Linked DNA regions of Sus scrofa: regions 2 and 3 are each linked to region 1. A link is a contact called in public Hi-C and promoter capture Hi-C data. All regions are on one chromosome and are shown on one strand. Each heading gives the region's core, a stretch centred on a gene start, on an enhancer-like site or on the middle of the called end of the contact. The rest is flanking DNA. Distances are from core to core; before and after follow the strand shown.

Region 1 (4,509 bases), core at 693-3,192:
TTTTTTTTTTTAAAGCGACCGACCTCTCGGTCACACACTGGCGTTGAGCACCATTGTTGGGTCTCCCAGCTCTGCATTTTAACTTCTATTTGCAGAACGCCACTGTGGCTCAAGGCATAGCATGCCACCGGCTTTACTACTGCAGAAAGCGCCTTCACTCTCAGGGTGAAATTATAGCTTCCCTCTCCTGAGGTCTGAGCACTGCCTCGTAAATTCAATCCCTTTCACACTGCAAGGGGGGGCGGGGAGAAGTCCCATTTTTAAAATTTTCTTGGCTGCGCCCCCGTGGCATTGTGGAACTTCCCCTGCAACCTACACCACATCAGCCCCCCAAGCCAGCGGCAACCCTGGATCCTTAAGCCACCACGCACCACACCGGGGAATCTCCCCGAAAAGTCCCACTTTTGAAGGGCTTAGAAGGCAGAAAGGATTTGAGACTCCGTGCACGCCTCTCGGTGCTTTTCCGAGGTTCACACGCCGCGTGCACCCAGCGCGTGTCCGGGGCGGGTCGCGGCAGAGCCCAAGCCCAAAGGCAAAGAACAAAGGGGACGCGCCCGCCTTCGCTCCTTGGGCAGCCTGCGCGTCGGCCCGGCCCCGCCCCTCCCCGCCGGCAGCGCGCCCCTCCCCCATCACCCTGCCCCCCGCGGCCACACGAAATGGCGGCCGCGCCACAAAATGGCAGCCGAGCTGATCCCCCCCAGTTAGAGCTGGAGGAGAAATAAAAGGCGCCCGCCGCAGGCCCCTCCCCTCTAGCGCAGCAATACCAGCCCCAGCTCCCTTCTGACGACACCTGGGAGCCCAGAGCACTGGGGCGCCTCCGTGGCCGCGTGGAGACACCCTGGCCTTCCCACGCCGCCCCGCCCGACAACCCTAGAGCCCAAACAGCCGGGCGCCTTTGTGCCTGCGCTGGCTCTACGCTTCCAAAGGGCCCCTTCTGCTGGAGACTCTCAAAGAGCTTGCAAGCTGCAAAACACTGAGCCCCACACACCCTGCCAGGAGACCCTTGCCCGCCCACGATGCCCCCTTGGCCCCTCGCAGGCAGGGAGCGCCTGTTCCTTAGGGTCTCCCCTGCTCAAAGCTCTAGCTCCAGGTCGCCGAAGTCAATACAGGCAAGGGGGGGGGGCGCTCAAAGAGGCCCCCAAGTAATGGTAAATTATGGAAGGGAGGCCAAAGCCCCACGCGTCCTTCGGTGGCCACGTCGAATCCCAACACGCTGAGCCCACACTCGAGAGCGCAGCGAAGAGCCATGGTGGCCCAAGAGTGCAAGGGCAGCTCCAAAGCAAGGATGTCAGCTTCCACTCCACAAACATCCAGTGAGCATTTTTTATGCATTTCACCTTTCTCCCCTGCCCTCCCCCTGCAATGCCCGGGCTCAGGGCAGAGGAAGGAGCAGCTGCTGCAGTCCTCATGCTTTTCCACCCTGGCGTGAAGGTCTTGTGGGCTTGGGCTTTGCTGTGGTTGTGGCTTGATGGATGGAAGCAAGGCAGCGACGGTGTACTTCAGATTTTTTAAATTTTCCTCTCCCAAACGCTCCCTTTTCTGCGCTCCCCATCCCCCAGGTTCCCTTGGGCTCCGTCTTTCCAGAAACTTCTCAGGGAAACTCGCGAAAATGCCGCAGGGTAGGACACCGGTCCCCTTCCGGCGCATGCGCGGAGCACTAGGCGGCAAGCTCAGCGCGAGCGCGTGTGCGAGTGTGAGAGTGGTGCGTGTGCGCGCGCGTTCGCCGTGTGATGGGCGGGGCGGTTCTCTCACAATGAAGGGAAAAGTTTTTCTCCCCTCCCCCAACGTTCCATCGTTGCGCAAGCGCGTTAGGTCAACTCCCCCGCCTTTGGGAGAAGACTGGGGAGTCGCTGCTCCGCGCGCCTGTGCACCGGCTTGTCTGTGCCGGGCTCTTTTTCCGCGTGGCCAGCGGTAATATGTTTGATGTGAAGTGAGTCTGAACACCTCGGTTGTTCCCTACTCACTGTATTCTCTGCTCCCACTTGCGGAACTAACCTTTTGAGGGGTTATTAATTACCTCCAGCGGGTTTTCTGGAGAGTGGCCTTCCCTTTGTTTCTTAAGAGCTGAGGCTGAGCTGTGTCTCTTGGCCCCTTTCCACCCCTGCCTGCGCCATGTTTAGAATGAATCCTCACTCGAGTTGGTGACTGGAGTGTGTTTGGACCCTTCTCCAAACATCCTTGGCCGAGGGACTGCGTGATGGCCCAGCTGGCTTCCGAGCAGACTGCAGTTCTTGCTCACTAAGCCAAAATAAAGGTGTTCATTTTTTGGAACGCTGCCCTTGGTCCTGACACCAGCCTCTGCTCGGGCTGGCGGGGCTGGCAGCTGGGTCGGTGCGTGGATACAGACAAAGGGCCTTGGCGTACCGCTCGGTCTCCATTTGCAGAATTGAGCTTGGAGCGTGGTAACCATAGTAACCGCCTTTACTCTTAAGGTGCCTATTGTTTTGTTTTCCTTTCCTCTTCCTTTAGGACTGCCCTGGAAATTACTGCCAGGGTTGTGGGCTTTTGAAAAAACTAATCCCCGCCTCCCAACCAGGCTCTTTACCTTACCATGTAATCCACTTCCATCCAACCCCGTTTTGAAATCCAGCGGGTTAAATAAGGTCCCCTGGCTCATGGAAGCTTGCTACTACTTGTCCGGTCTTCCTTTCCTTGCCACTCTTCTTTTTGAAGTAACTTCGTTTCCCTGATGGAGTAATTGCCTTCCTATATTCGGTACCGCGGTATAATGTACCTTCGGAGCCTCAGAGATGTAAGGTTTTAAAAGAGGGAGCTTGCTCGCAAAGAGGGCAATTTGGGGGCTGTAAAGACTGATGTGGCAGTTGTTATTTGGCATTTTATGGTCTCAGCACCTGCTAACTCCCCGCAGGTGCTAGTGAGCCATTGACCACGCCCGAGTCCGAGGTCAGTCTAGGTCATCGCTCTGGGCGGAGCCACCCGATGGGTCCTAAAGAAGGGAGATCTTTCTTTCCTGGTGAGAATTTTGAGTTAGTGCCAGATTCCTAAGAACTCTTAGCTATGTTGAGGCTGTTGAAGTACTAGCAAGCAATTAGAGTAATAGCAAGAGTTCTACCTCTGCTAACAAGGCTGTTCTGTTATTTGAGGGTTGGAAACGACCAGATCAGCAGTCCCTTGAATTTTCAGAATATCTATCAGAGATTCTGCCTTAAAAAATTATGGTTAATGAGAGTCTTTAAAACAAATTTCCTACAGTAAGGATAACGCTACAAAGTAAGGGGTGGAGAATTTTTGACTATGTACGTTTTGCAAATTTAAATAGGCATAACATCAAAAAAACACGTTTTTAAAAGGGCCACACCACAGCATATGGAAATTCCCAGGCTAGGGGATCAAATCCGAGCCGCAGCTGACAGCCTATGCCACAGCTACAGCCACAGCGGATCAGAGCATGTGTGCAACCTACATCGCAGCTCACAGCAACACCTGATCCTTAACCCACTGAGCAGGGCCAGGGATCAAACCCTAGTCCTCTTGGACTAGTTGGGTTTGTTACCACTGAGCCATAATGGGAATTCCAGCATCAAAGTACTTATGTGCTATCTGATAATTAGAGTCTTGGGAAACTGATGTTGAGGGAAACAATACATTTAAGTTGAAAACTATGAAGGACAAAAGTAACCTGGTGTAAAGCCACTTTTTCAGGCAAAATTTTTTTTAAAGTAAAGGATTTAGGCTTGAGTGTGTGTTTAAATTATTTGTAGGGGTGGGGAAAACACAAACCCCTTTTTTTTAGTTCATCTCACCTGGCCCCTCCCACCAGCTAACAGTATACAGTGAATTCCTTTTTTTTTTTTTTTTTGTCTTTTTGCTATTTCTTTGGGCCGCTCCCGAGGCATATGGAGGTTCCCAGGCTAGGGGTCGAATCGGAGCCGTAGCCACCGGCCTATGCCAGAGCCACAGCAACGCAGGATCCGAGCCGCGTCTGCAACCTACATCACAGCTCACGGCAACACCGGATCCTTTAACCCACTGAGCAAGGGCAGGGACCGAACCCTCAACCTCATGGTTCCTAGTCGGATTCGTTAACCATTGTGCCATGATGGGAACTCCTACAGTGAAATCTTTAGTTATGACCTGCTTGTTCTGTTTTCTTAGAAATATCGTTTTAAGTAAATCTAGCAAAGAGAGTTATCTTGAGATAAATGCTTTTCAGCCAAAGTATTTTCTAAATAGAATTGTAAGGGATGGTTCCCAAGACTTTTGTAGCATATAGCCTGAAAAAATTCTGTTATCTCCTTTATCAAAATACTGACATTTAAATGTTTAAGTATAAATTTAAAAATGATTCCGTAGAGGAGTTCCTGTCATGGCTCAGTGGAAACAAATCTGACTAGTAACAAATCTGACAAGGTTGAGGGTTCCATCCCTGGCCTTGCTCAGTGGGTTAATGATCCAGTGTTGCCATGAACTACGGTGTAGGTTGCAGGTGTGGCTCGGATCCTGCATTGCTGTGGCTGTAGTGTAGGTCAGCAGCTATAGCTCTGATTC
Region 2 (4,941 bases), core at 600-3,099, 180 kb after region 1:
GGAAGGGACCAGGAATCTGCTCCCTTCAGCTCCCCACTCAACAGCCCCTGGGCCAGGCTTTGGAAACCACTCAGCACTCAGCACGTGTCTATGGGCTCTGTTCTAGGCTCTGGGGGACTTGTGATGAACGTGGCAGAGATAGGCTCTCGCCCTGTGGCTCTTGGGCTCCCCTTATTGGACAGAAGAGGAAACTGAGGCTCTGAGTGGTGAAGGACCAGTTGAGGGTGGCAGAGCTGCTCTGGCATCCAGCCTGCCCTTACCCTCCACTGCTTGATGCAGAAGAGGGAGAAGTTGGGGGCTGGCATGCGGGGAAAATGGCTTCAGGAGGGACATGTCACCAGCACCGTGTCCCTTTGTTGCCCTCTTCCCAGTTTCCTGATGCTCATGGGGCTGGGAGATGAGGGTGTGGACCTGCGGTGCTGGCTGCTGGCTGATGCCAGCTGTGAGTTGGAGCCAGACCAGAGACTGGGGTTTGGGATATCGACAGGGTGGCCAGTTATCCTGCTACTGTACAAGGTTGGGGTAATGGTGGTGACAATGGGCCCAGATCCAGGCAGAGCAGCAAGCCCCCCACCCCAACTCTCACTATTTTCAACTGAGTTAGCCTGATCTCCAGGAGCAGAGAATGGCTCAGGGTCTCAGTATTTTAGCAAGTCATTGAAGAGCCATCATGATTTTCAGGAGGGTGGCTTTGCTGGGGGAGGTGGGGGGGCAGGAGTTGTCCCACATCCCTTGCCCAAATCTACTAAAAGTGACATGAGACACAAATCCTTTGCTTTGTGCCCAAACCCTTGCCCTGAATGATTAAGCCACAGGAGCTGGAGGAGTTCTGGGCAGAGGAAGAGCCACAGAGTCTAAGTCTGGGTACGGCCTCTCCTGTGTGACCTTAGATGAGTGGCTGTACCTCTCTGATCCTCCACTTATTATCTGCAAAATGGTGGTGCTATCCTTGACCCACAAGGGTGCTGAGAGGATGAACTGGGTCTCAGATGTAATGTGCATGTCCCCACACTCTGTAGGGGTGGGACAGTTTGTGGCATTTACCCGGCAGCCCCAAGCAGAGCCGCTGCCCCTTGGGTGCTGGGGTTTAAGAAGCAGTTTTCTGAGACTGGAGGGTCTGGACATGAGGATCTGGTCTAAGTTCCCAGCCATCCCCTCAAGTTTCCTGCCCTGCTCCAGCTTGTTACCCCCTCCCTACCTCAGAGCAAGGCAGGGTCACCAAGGGTCATCAAGGCAGGACTTTGGAGTGGTGTGAGGGCTTTGGAATCAAAAACCTGGGTGGTAATTTCAGTTTTATCCCTTAGGCTCTGACCCTGGACACCTCTCTGAGACCCTGTTTCTTTAAAATGGGCTAATACCACCCACGGGTTCCCATGAACACTCATTGATTTGAGAGCGTTGATCACAGAGCTGGTCACAGAGCAAGGGTGTGCTAATGACATCAGACCCCTCGCTTCTGAGTCTTTCCTCCCGCTCTGTTGCTTTCTCCCCTCTCCCTTGTCTGCTTTTTCAAACCCCTCCCATGCCCAGCTCTGAGAAGCCAGGACCCTGACCTTCAACCCCTGCACATGACCCATCACCATCCTGCTGGGTCCTGAGCTTTCTCCTCCTAGGCCCTGTGTACCCGCTCCTGCAGCTCGGCCGGGTGCCACACCCCTCTGCGTGGCGGGTCGGGGGAGCCCCTGCTCCGGGTCCCTCCTGGCTGCTCTGGTCTGCAGCACTCAGCTGGCCAGGGCAGTTCCAGTTGGTTTGTCAAGGACATTCCTAATGGCCAGGGTAAACCCGGGGTGGGGGGGCGGGAGGAGGGAGGGGGGCGGGATGTTGATTGGTGGAACACACACCTGTCCAGGTGCACCTGAGCTGCCAGCAAAGGAGTCTCTGTCGGGGAAGGCTGGTTGGGGCCACAGCAGAGCAGACTGACCGAGGTGAGGGGCCGCCAGGTGCAGAGCTGGGCCAGGGACTTGATGAAACCTGCCAGGGCCAGGCCAGACCAGGGCAGGCAGGAGCAGGAGGCTGGGGGGCAGGGAGCCAGCACCTCCTTTTGACCCTCATAGGCTCTCTTGGGCCTGGGGTTGTCCTGACTCTGTAGCTTGAGCTGAGGGGGCAGAGGCTCAAGGATGGGTAGGGGGAGTCAGAGTGGTCCATGGGGACCCCAGTGAGACATGGATGCTCCTGGGCAAGGAGACTGTTCTGAGCAGGGGAAGCAGCCAAGCTTTCAGGGCAGGGTAGGAGTGGTGGCCACGGGAGGGAGAAGGGGGTTCTGAGCCTGGGGTCCTGTCTTGATTAAATCTGCTCCGGGACAAGGAGGGCACAGCTAGGAACTGTCCTGAATATTAACTCACACATGCATGCCCTGGGGAACACTCCCTCAGGAAAGAGGGCACACCAGACTCACATCCCCTTTGAAAATGCCACCTCTCCTTCTTCTCTGGGGAGTGGCTATTGGAAGGGCCCAGTGGCAGAGTAAGGGCCCTGGAGCAGCGCACCAAGGGTCCATCTGTCTGTCCGCTCCCTCAGGGACCTGATGGAGGAGCTGGTAGGGCTTCGTGAGGGCTCCTCGGGGAGCCCCGTGACTCTTCAGGAGCTCTGGGGCCCTTGTCCCCGCATCCGCCGAGGCATCCGAGGTGAGAGCTTGGTTCCCTTCCTCTCCCTGTCAAAGGCCCCTTGGGACCTCATCCTCCCCTGGCCCCCCTCCTCCCCACCCACCCTGGGGCCTGAGAGCTCCCCCACTACCCCGCCTTCACTTGCCCAGAGTCTCCTGGGCCGCAGGGAGGGAGAGGATCCATCTGCCTGTCTGTGGGTCAGACGTGCTGCAGGTCTGCCTTCTGCCTCTGGGAATGCAGCCCCCGGATCTGATCACTGTGCCTGGGGCATTGCTAGGGTTAGGCTGGGGGTGTTTTCTGGTCTGACACCGAGACAGCCCCGTACGTCCTGGGACAATAGTCTCTAGACTCATGTCCTCTAAGCCGTGGACCCTGCAGAGACACTGAAAGAAGTGCAGCTTCTAAAGCACTGTCTCCATTCTTCCTTATGAACCTCAGCAAGGGGCAGGGTGGGGAGGGCAGAAAGGTCAAAGTCCCCTCCAGGTGGGGCCAACAGGCCTGGCACCCGCTGTGCCACCACGCTCACTTGCCACAAATCCTACTGTCGGTCACCCGAGGCAGAGCCCCATCCCTGCTTCCTTGGATTCAGGCACCTGTCCCCAGCCCCACACAGCCCCTGTCTCCCTGCCAGAGCCTGAGCAGGCCCCCAGGACAGGTGCTGCTTAGGCCCCCACCAGGCCCGGGGGTGAGACTCAGTGCCCCTGCCCCAGTTGGCCTGGAGTGGCTGAAGCTGAAGCTGTTCCGCGTGGGTGAGGACTGGTACTTCCTGATGATCCTCGGGGTGCTCATGGCCCTGATCAGCTACACCATGGACTTTGCCGTCGGGCGTGTGGTCCAAGGTAACCCCTCCCTGCCATGCATGCCTGCCCTGGACTCAGGGCTTCTGAGCACGCTCTGGGGATGCCGGGTGGGCTGCCAGGTGGGCTGCCAGGTGCAGCGGGATTGTGGTGGGGAGAGAGATGGCTCTCTGTGGGGAGGAGGACTGGGTCTGGTCCTGGCTTTGCTCTTGACTGGCTGTGTGACTCTGGGCAGGCTCCTGCCCCTCTCTGGGCTCCAGTCTCCTCATCTGCACAGTGAGTGGGAGCTCAAAGGGTCCCAAGAGCCCTTGTTCCTCTGAGCCCCAAGCCCACCTCTTCCTGCCATCCCTGCTCCTCCTCCCTCCCTTCTCTCAGCTCAGTATCTTTGGGGGAGGGCACTGGTCTAGAACTTTCTCCATGCTTCAGCCGGCTCCTTCCACCCTGAGGTCTCCCTGGAAGAGGGGGCATGGGGCAGGATGGGTCTAAGAGCCCTTCTCTGGGAAGCTCCCTCAGGTCTCATCACAAGGACCTGCTTAGGTACCAGGCATCACCTGAGGAGGCACTTTCTCACAATGACTCTGGGAGGGAGGTACCATCACTGGCCCATTTGACAGACACAGAGATATTGAGTCACTCGCCAATAGGTCACACAGCTGGGATATGGGTGGATCCAAGCATCTATTCTTGCCTCCTCCTGGAAACCTGCCACTCACAGGGTGGCCCTGGGCCTCTCCAAGCCTCTCTCTCCTGGGCAGTAAGTGGGCGCTTGAGGGCTGCAGGGCCTGTGGATGACTTCCTGACTCCAGGCTGTTCCCAGCACACATGTGGCTGTACCGGGAGATTGGGGACAGCCACCTACTCCGGTATCTCTCCTGGACCGTGTACCCCGTGGCTCTGGTCTCCTTCTCCTCGGGCTTTTCCCAGAGCATCACGCCTTTCTCTGGAGGTGAGCCCACTCACCACGCCGTCTGCCTGTGTGACTTGCCCCGTATGCCCCTGGGTCAAAGCCTTTTCGTATGCCCCGGGGCTCCTGAGGGGGGACGCAGGCAGCAGTGACCCTGCTTCACAGCCAGAGAAGCCAGGCTCAGAGGAGCCATGTCATCTGCCCAAAGCCACACGGTGAGAAGGCCAGGTCTTGCCTCTTGGGTCACTGCTGGCTCTGCTCCTTTTCTGAGGGCTCCTCTGGGCCAGTGCCAGGGCTCCCCAGGGAGGGGCACACAGAGGGGCACGTGTCTCCCAGGGCCCAACTCTGCCTTCAGCTCCAGGCTAGCAGAGGGGAGGTGCAGGGGTGTCCAGGTGGCCTGAGATTCTCTCCTAGGTCCCCCCATCCCACCACAGCTGTCTGCCAGGCCCAGCTGGAAGAAGGTGGGCAATTCCCATTCCCTCTCTGAACCTCAGCTTCCTCATCTGTAAAATGGGTTCACAAATCCTACCTCAGAGGGTTTAGGGGTCCTGACAAGATCATGCTGCAAAACCCTGTTCAGGGAATGCTCGAAGGGTTGATCTAGAACTTGTCCTTCCCCTTGTCCCCTGACCATCTT
Region 3 (4,683 bases), core at 1,775-4,274, 190 kb before region 1:
AATTACCGGCAATGATACAGACAAAACCCAATTTATGTCGAGTCAAAGAAGGCAGACACAAGACTACCTGCTATGACTCCACTTACATGAGGTAGCAAAACAAGCAAAACAAATCTGTGCTGTTAAAAGTCAGGAGCGGAGTTCCTGTCGAGGCTTAGCGGAAACGAATCTGACTAGTATCCATGAGGACACAAGTTTGATCCCTGGCCTCGCTGGGTGGGTTAAGGATCCTGAGTTGCCATGAGCTGTGGTGTAGGTTGCAGACGTGTCTTGGATCTGGCAGTGTTGTGGCTGGGGCCTGGGCCTGGGGCTACAGTTCCAATTGGACCCCTAGCCTGGGAACCTCCGTATGTTGTGTGTTCAGCCCTGACAAGAACAACAACCAAAAATGTCAAGAGTGGTTACACTTGGAGGGGAGGTAGAGAGGAAGAGTTAGTGATTGGAAGGGAGGATAAGGAGGCTTCTGAGCTACTGATAATGTTCTGAACAGGGGTGTATAGTTTGTGAAAACTCATGCTATACACCTAAGATATATGCACTTTTCTTTTTGTGCGTTATACTGCAATAAAAGCTCTCTCTCTATGAGTTTGTTTGCTATACCCAAGTTTGTAGTCAGTGTACCAATTATTGTTCTTTTTAAAAAACCACCCCAAACCTGCTCATGTAAAATAATCATTTTACTATGCTCACAGATTCTGTGGATTAGGAATTCAAAAAGAATATAGTGGAGGTGGCTCCATTATGTCTGGGACCTCAGATGGAAGACGCAAAGGCCAGAGATGACTCAACAGCTGGGGTTGAAGTCAAATGGAAGTGACTTTGTTCATGTGCTTGGTGGGTTTTCCTGGTAACTGGCTTTGATCTCAGCTGAGTAGCTGCCTGGACCATCTCTATATGTTCTCTCCATGTTGCCTCACTGCCTGGGGTAGTTTGGGCTTCCTCACAGCATGGCTTCTGGGTTCCAAGACAAGTGTTCCGAGAGAATCAGAGAGAAGCTATATTGCCTTTAGGACCTAGCCTCAGAAGTCACACAATGGGAGTTCCCGTCGTGGGCGCAGTGGTTAACGATCGACTAGGACATGAGGTGCGAGTTCGGTCCTGCCTGCTCAGTGGGTTACGATCGGCGTGCGTGAGCTGTGTGTAGCTCAGACGCGGCTCGGACCCGTTGCTGTGGCTCTGCGTAGCGTGGCTGCAGCTCCGATTCAACCTAGCTGGAACTCCATATGCCGGGAGCGGCCAAGAAATAGCAACAACAACAACAACAACAACAAAAAAAAAAAAAAAAAAAAAAAAAAAAAAAAAAAAGTGTAGAAGTCACACAATGATACTTACGCCAGAGTCTAACTGCTACACTTCAAATGGAGGGACATATACCCTACTTCTTAGTGGGAGGAATGTCATAACTGTAGGAGGAACATGTAAGATGGAAGATATTGCTATAGCCATCTTCGGAAAATAAAATCTGTCACATCTGGGCACTTGAGCACCAGTCCAAAAAAAAAAAAGTAACATGAAAATTAGTTCCAGATTCCAACTTCAACTGAATCCCTGAGACCACCTGGCAATTCTACATCATTTCTCTGCTCAACCTGCTTCAACTTACAATGGTTCTTTCAAACCTTCTCTGCTGTAGTAGGTGCTATGTATATCTCCCCTAAAACCAGTTTACCCCCCCTCATCCATACACTTTCAAGAGGCGAGAAAGCTCGGCACTCACTTTTCTGGCCTTTTCTTGCATCTCTGTGACACATTTCTGCCAGATGTAAACCGAAACGTGCTGAGGGACTGCTGGGTAAACTCTTGCCTTAACGAAGGCAATGATGCCTGGAGTGGAGGTAGCCACTCATGATGTGACCCTCAGGGAAAGGCCAACAAATTTGCAGAAATACTGGCCCTTTTATCAATGAGTCACTGAACCAGTGCTGCTGCTTACCTCCAGGCCTCCTATCCTGTAAGAAAAATAAGCCCTCACAAGTCATTAATAGTCAGGCTTTCTGTGGCTGATAACCACCATTCCTCCACCCCACCCCCTTCCTCCACCTTCCCTCCTCTTTTACAGCGATAAGTTATCATTCAATTACTTTCTTGTGCCACCAGACCTACATACACTTATCTGCACCCACCGCCATCCTGATCCCTCCTTCCTTTCTCTTATAATAAAAGAGGGGCACCCTATGCCATGGATGAGGGCCAGCTGGGGGGTAAATAGTGAGATGTTAATCTTGCATCCATTTTATCTTCCTCTTTCTGTCTTGGTTTTCTGACTCATCCTCATGTTTTGGGCTTCTATCTCTCATCAGCTACGTGGCCTTAAACAGGCCATTAAAGTAGCAAACATTTTATTGAGTGGCTTCTAAGCTGTGTCCAACAAAAGCACTACACTAGGTAGCCTAGTGGCCAGGGCTAGGAAATAGTCTAAGTAAAGGAAAACTATTTATGAGGCAAGGGAATGCAGCTTAGGAGGAACTGAAAGTCAAACTGTGGCTGGCAGGGGAGAGGGAAGGGGCTCCGGCGGCAGGGCTGAAGAGGAAGGCAGGAGCCCGTCAGCAGGCGTCTACAGACCAGGCAGGGTAATGATTTTGGTTTAAACCCTAAATTATCAGGACAAGATAAGACTAAATCTCTCAGACCTCAATTTTACTTCGGAAAATTTTGAGATCTAGTTACCAGCTTAAGAGTTGACTTAAGGGGCAAACACCTGTATTTTTACGCCTTTTTGTTCGCACATGGACACTTGCCAAAAGGCGCTCAATAAATGCCAGTTGGGTGAATAAAGGAGATTTTGGAGTCCTCCACCGAAGTCACGTATTAAATCAAGCAAATAATACTTTTTTCTTGCCCCGCATTCCCTCCCCTTTTCTCGCCCCGCTTCCCCTCCCACGCCCGCTCCAAATCTCCCCGCTACCCGCCTCCTCTTTCCAGCCCCGCCCCTCCCGGGCGCCGCGAAGCCGCGAAGGCGGAGCGGGTCAGGCAGGCTTTACGGCATCCGCGTTGCGGCGGGGCGGGGCGTCGAACGGCGGGCGCGCTTGGCGGCAGAGGTGGGAGGCAGGCCGGCAGGGAGGCAGGCAGGCAGATCGAGTCGCAGGCGCCTGGTGGTGGCCGTGCTTGCTGCTGAGGGCGGGAGGGAGTGAGTCACTGAGCGTGTGTGAGGGAGGGAAGGAGCGAGCGAGCGGGTGAGCGAGCAGCCCGCGCCGTCCGCCTGCAGCAGCAGCCAGGCCCTGCCGCCACCGCCGCGCCGCCCTGCGCCGAGGCCGGGCCGAGCCGAGCTGGGTCGGGCCCGGGCCATGCTGCTCACCGTGTACTGTGTGCGGAGGGACCTCTCCGAGGTGACCTTTTCCCTCCAGGTCGACGCCGACTTCGAGCTGCACAACTTCCGCGCGCTGTGTGAGCTCGAGTCTGGCATCCCCGCAGCCGAGAGTCAGGTACGCCGGGCGGCGACCGGGGCCTCCCTCCGGAGCTAGCCCTCCCGCTTTGGGGCCTCACGCCCTCTCTTTGCTAAGGGTGAGGAATTGGGAGGTGGAAGGGAAGCAGAATGGCCATTCCCAGCCCACCCCCGCATCCGGGAGGGAGCTGGAATCGGTAGCTGCCCCCACACACCCTGAGCGTGGGGTGGGGTGCTGGGGGAGGGAATGGAGAACCTGACCGCAGACGCACCCACTGCAGCCTTAGGGGCTCGTGGAGTGTTCGGCGACCCGCCCCACCTTCTGGCTCTTTGGCCCCTTCTCTAGTTTCCCGAGTTCGAGGTGTCGTAGATCTAAGAAGAAGCCCTAGGTTTGCAAGAGTTCTTACATCCTGCTTCCCCAACCAGAAATACCAGTTTGGATCACCGTGGTAGATGTTCATCTGCTTTTTTGGAGAGTGCTCCTGTCTAAATAAACTTAATTTACCTTTAAATGTAGAGATTTGCGCTCTTAAGTGAAGGAGGAAAGTCTGCGACTTACACCACCTTGTTTTAAAGCGTTTAGAAATGCTCATTTCCCTACCACGTGCGTTTCCGGTTAAAAAATTTTTTTTCAAGTGATTAGTAATTATTAGTTCAACTGAAACTATTTTTCTGATCTCTTTCCTGGTAGTAGGCAAAAATACCTCTTTCTTTCAGGTCACAATTCGGACTTTGAGTCAATTCAAAGCTCAGTGTTTTATGAGGATATTTGTGTGATTTGGTTGTTTCATTTCCCTTACCCTACTGTAAAAAGTTCATATGTTCTTATGTTTTGAATAAGCAAAGTAATTTATTCTCAGAATGCTCTGTGACTGCCACCAAACAGAATTGGTGACAATAACTCTGTGGCCTTCACATTAAGACATCTAAATCCTGACTTGGTAAGTGAGCCTTGGAGGATGCAAACTAAACATTAAGAAAATTATATAAGTCCTCCAAGGCCCCAGAATGTAAATCTTGATTTCCTACTGCAGTTATGAAATAGTTCCAAAAACTCTTGCCTAACTACACAGCTTGTTCTGCCCTGTGTTATGGTAAACAAATGTGTCAATATTTTGTTCAGAAATAAGTATGATTCCTTTACACTTTGAACTTTAGAACCTTGGCATAAGCTGAATATCAAAGAGTTCATTTCAGGGGACAAGGTGTCACTCATACTTCTGGCAAAAGGTGCAAAGACATTGGTAAAAGGGTTTTTTTTTTTTTGCAACTTATATTAAAAATGAGTACACAAAAACTCA

The links. Promoter capture Hi-C pulls out the DNA fragments that hold promoters and counts their contacts. A called contact is a pair of places that touch in the nucleus more often than the background predicts.
Region 2: a contact with region 1 is called in a promoter capture Hi-C map of liver, with 3 times the contacts expected there. The contact joins the promoter of CLCNKA here to the promoter of LOC110261101 in region 1. A contact is called at or near these places in 1 of 5 promoter capture datasets (liver), 3 of 47 Hi-C or Micro-C datasets (embryonic fibroblasts, fibroblasts and heart right ventricle) and 2 of 2 datasets of contacts at active chromatin or transcription factors (alveolar macrophages and skeletal muscle).
Region 3: a Hi-C map of liver shows a contact between it and region 1, with 4 times the contacts expected there. The contact joins the enhancer-like site here to the promoter of LOC110261101 in region 1. A contact is called at or near these places in 5 of 47 Hi-C or Micro-C datasets (embryonic fibroblasts, liver and skeletal muscle) and 1 of 2 datasets of contacts at active chromatin or transcription factors (alveolar macrophages).

The regions. Positions count from the first base shown.
Region 1 is chr6:75,000,478-75,004,986 of Sscrofa11.1, forward strand. LOC110261101 reads right to left here and starts at 1,943. Exons shown (of 1, transcript XM_021095392.1): 1 at 1-1,943. The coding sequence starts at 1,647. The coding sequence ends at 1,081.
Region 2 is chr6:75,177,065-75,182,005 of Sscrofa11.1, forward strand. CLCNKA (chloride channel protein ClC-Kb) reads left to right here and starts at 1,850. Exons shown (of 19, transcript XM_021095408.1): 1 at 1,850-1,925; 2 at 2,518-2,624; 3 at 3,314-3,442; 4 at 4,218-4,346. The coding sequence starts at 2,525.
Region 3 is chr6:74,806,302-74,810,984 of Sscrofa11.1, forward strand. No RefSeq gene overlaps it. Among named protein-coding and RNA genes, the nearest start is that of AGMAT, 24 kb to the left of the region's middle. Within about 2 kb of position 3,025, at least 79 of the 83 cell types and tissues checked have an H3K27ac peak or open chromatin away from gene starts, as enhancers often do. A contact at or near this core is called in alveolar macrophages, embryonic fibroblasts, liver and 1 more, where this site is marked.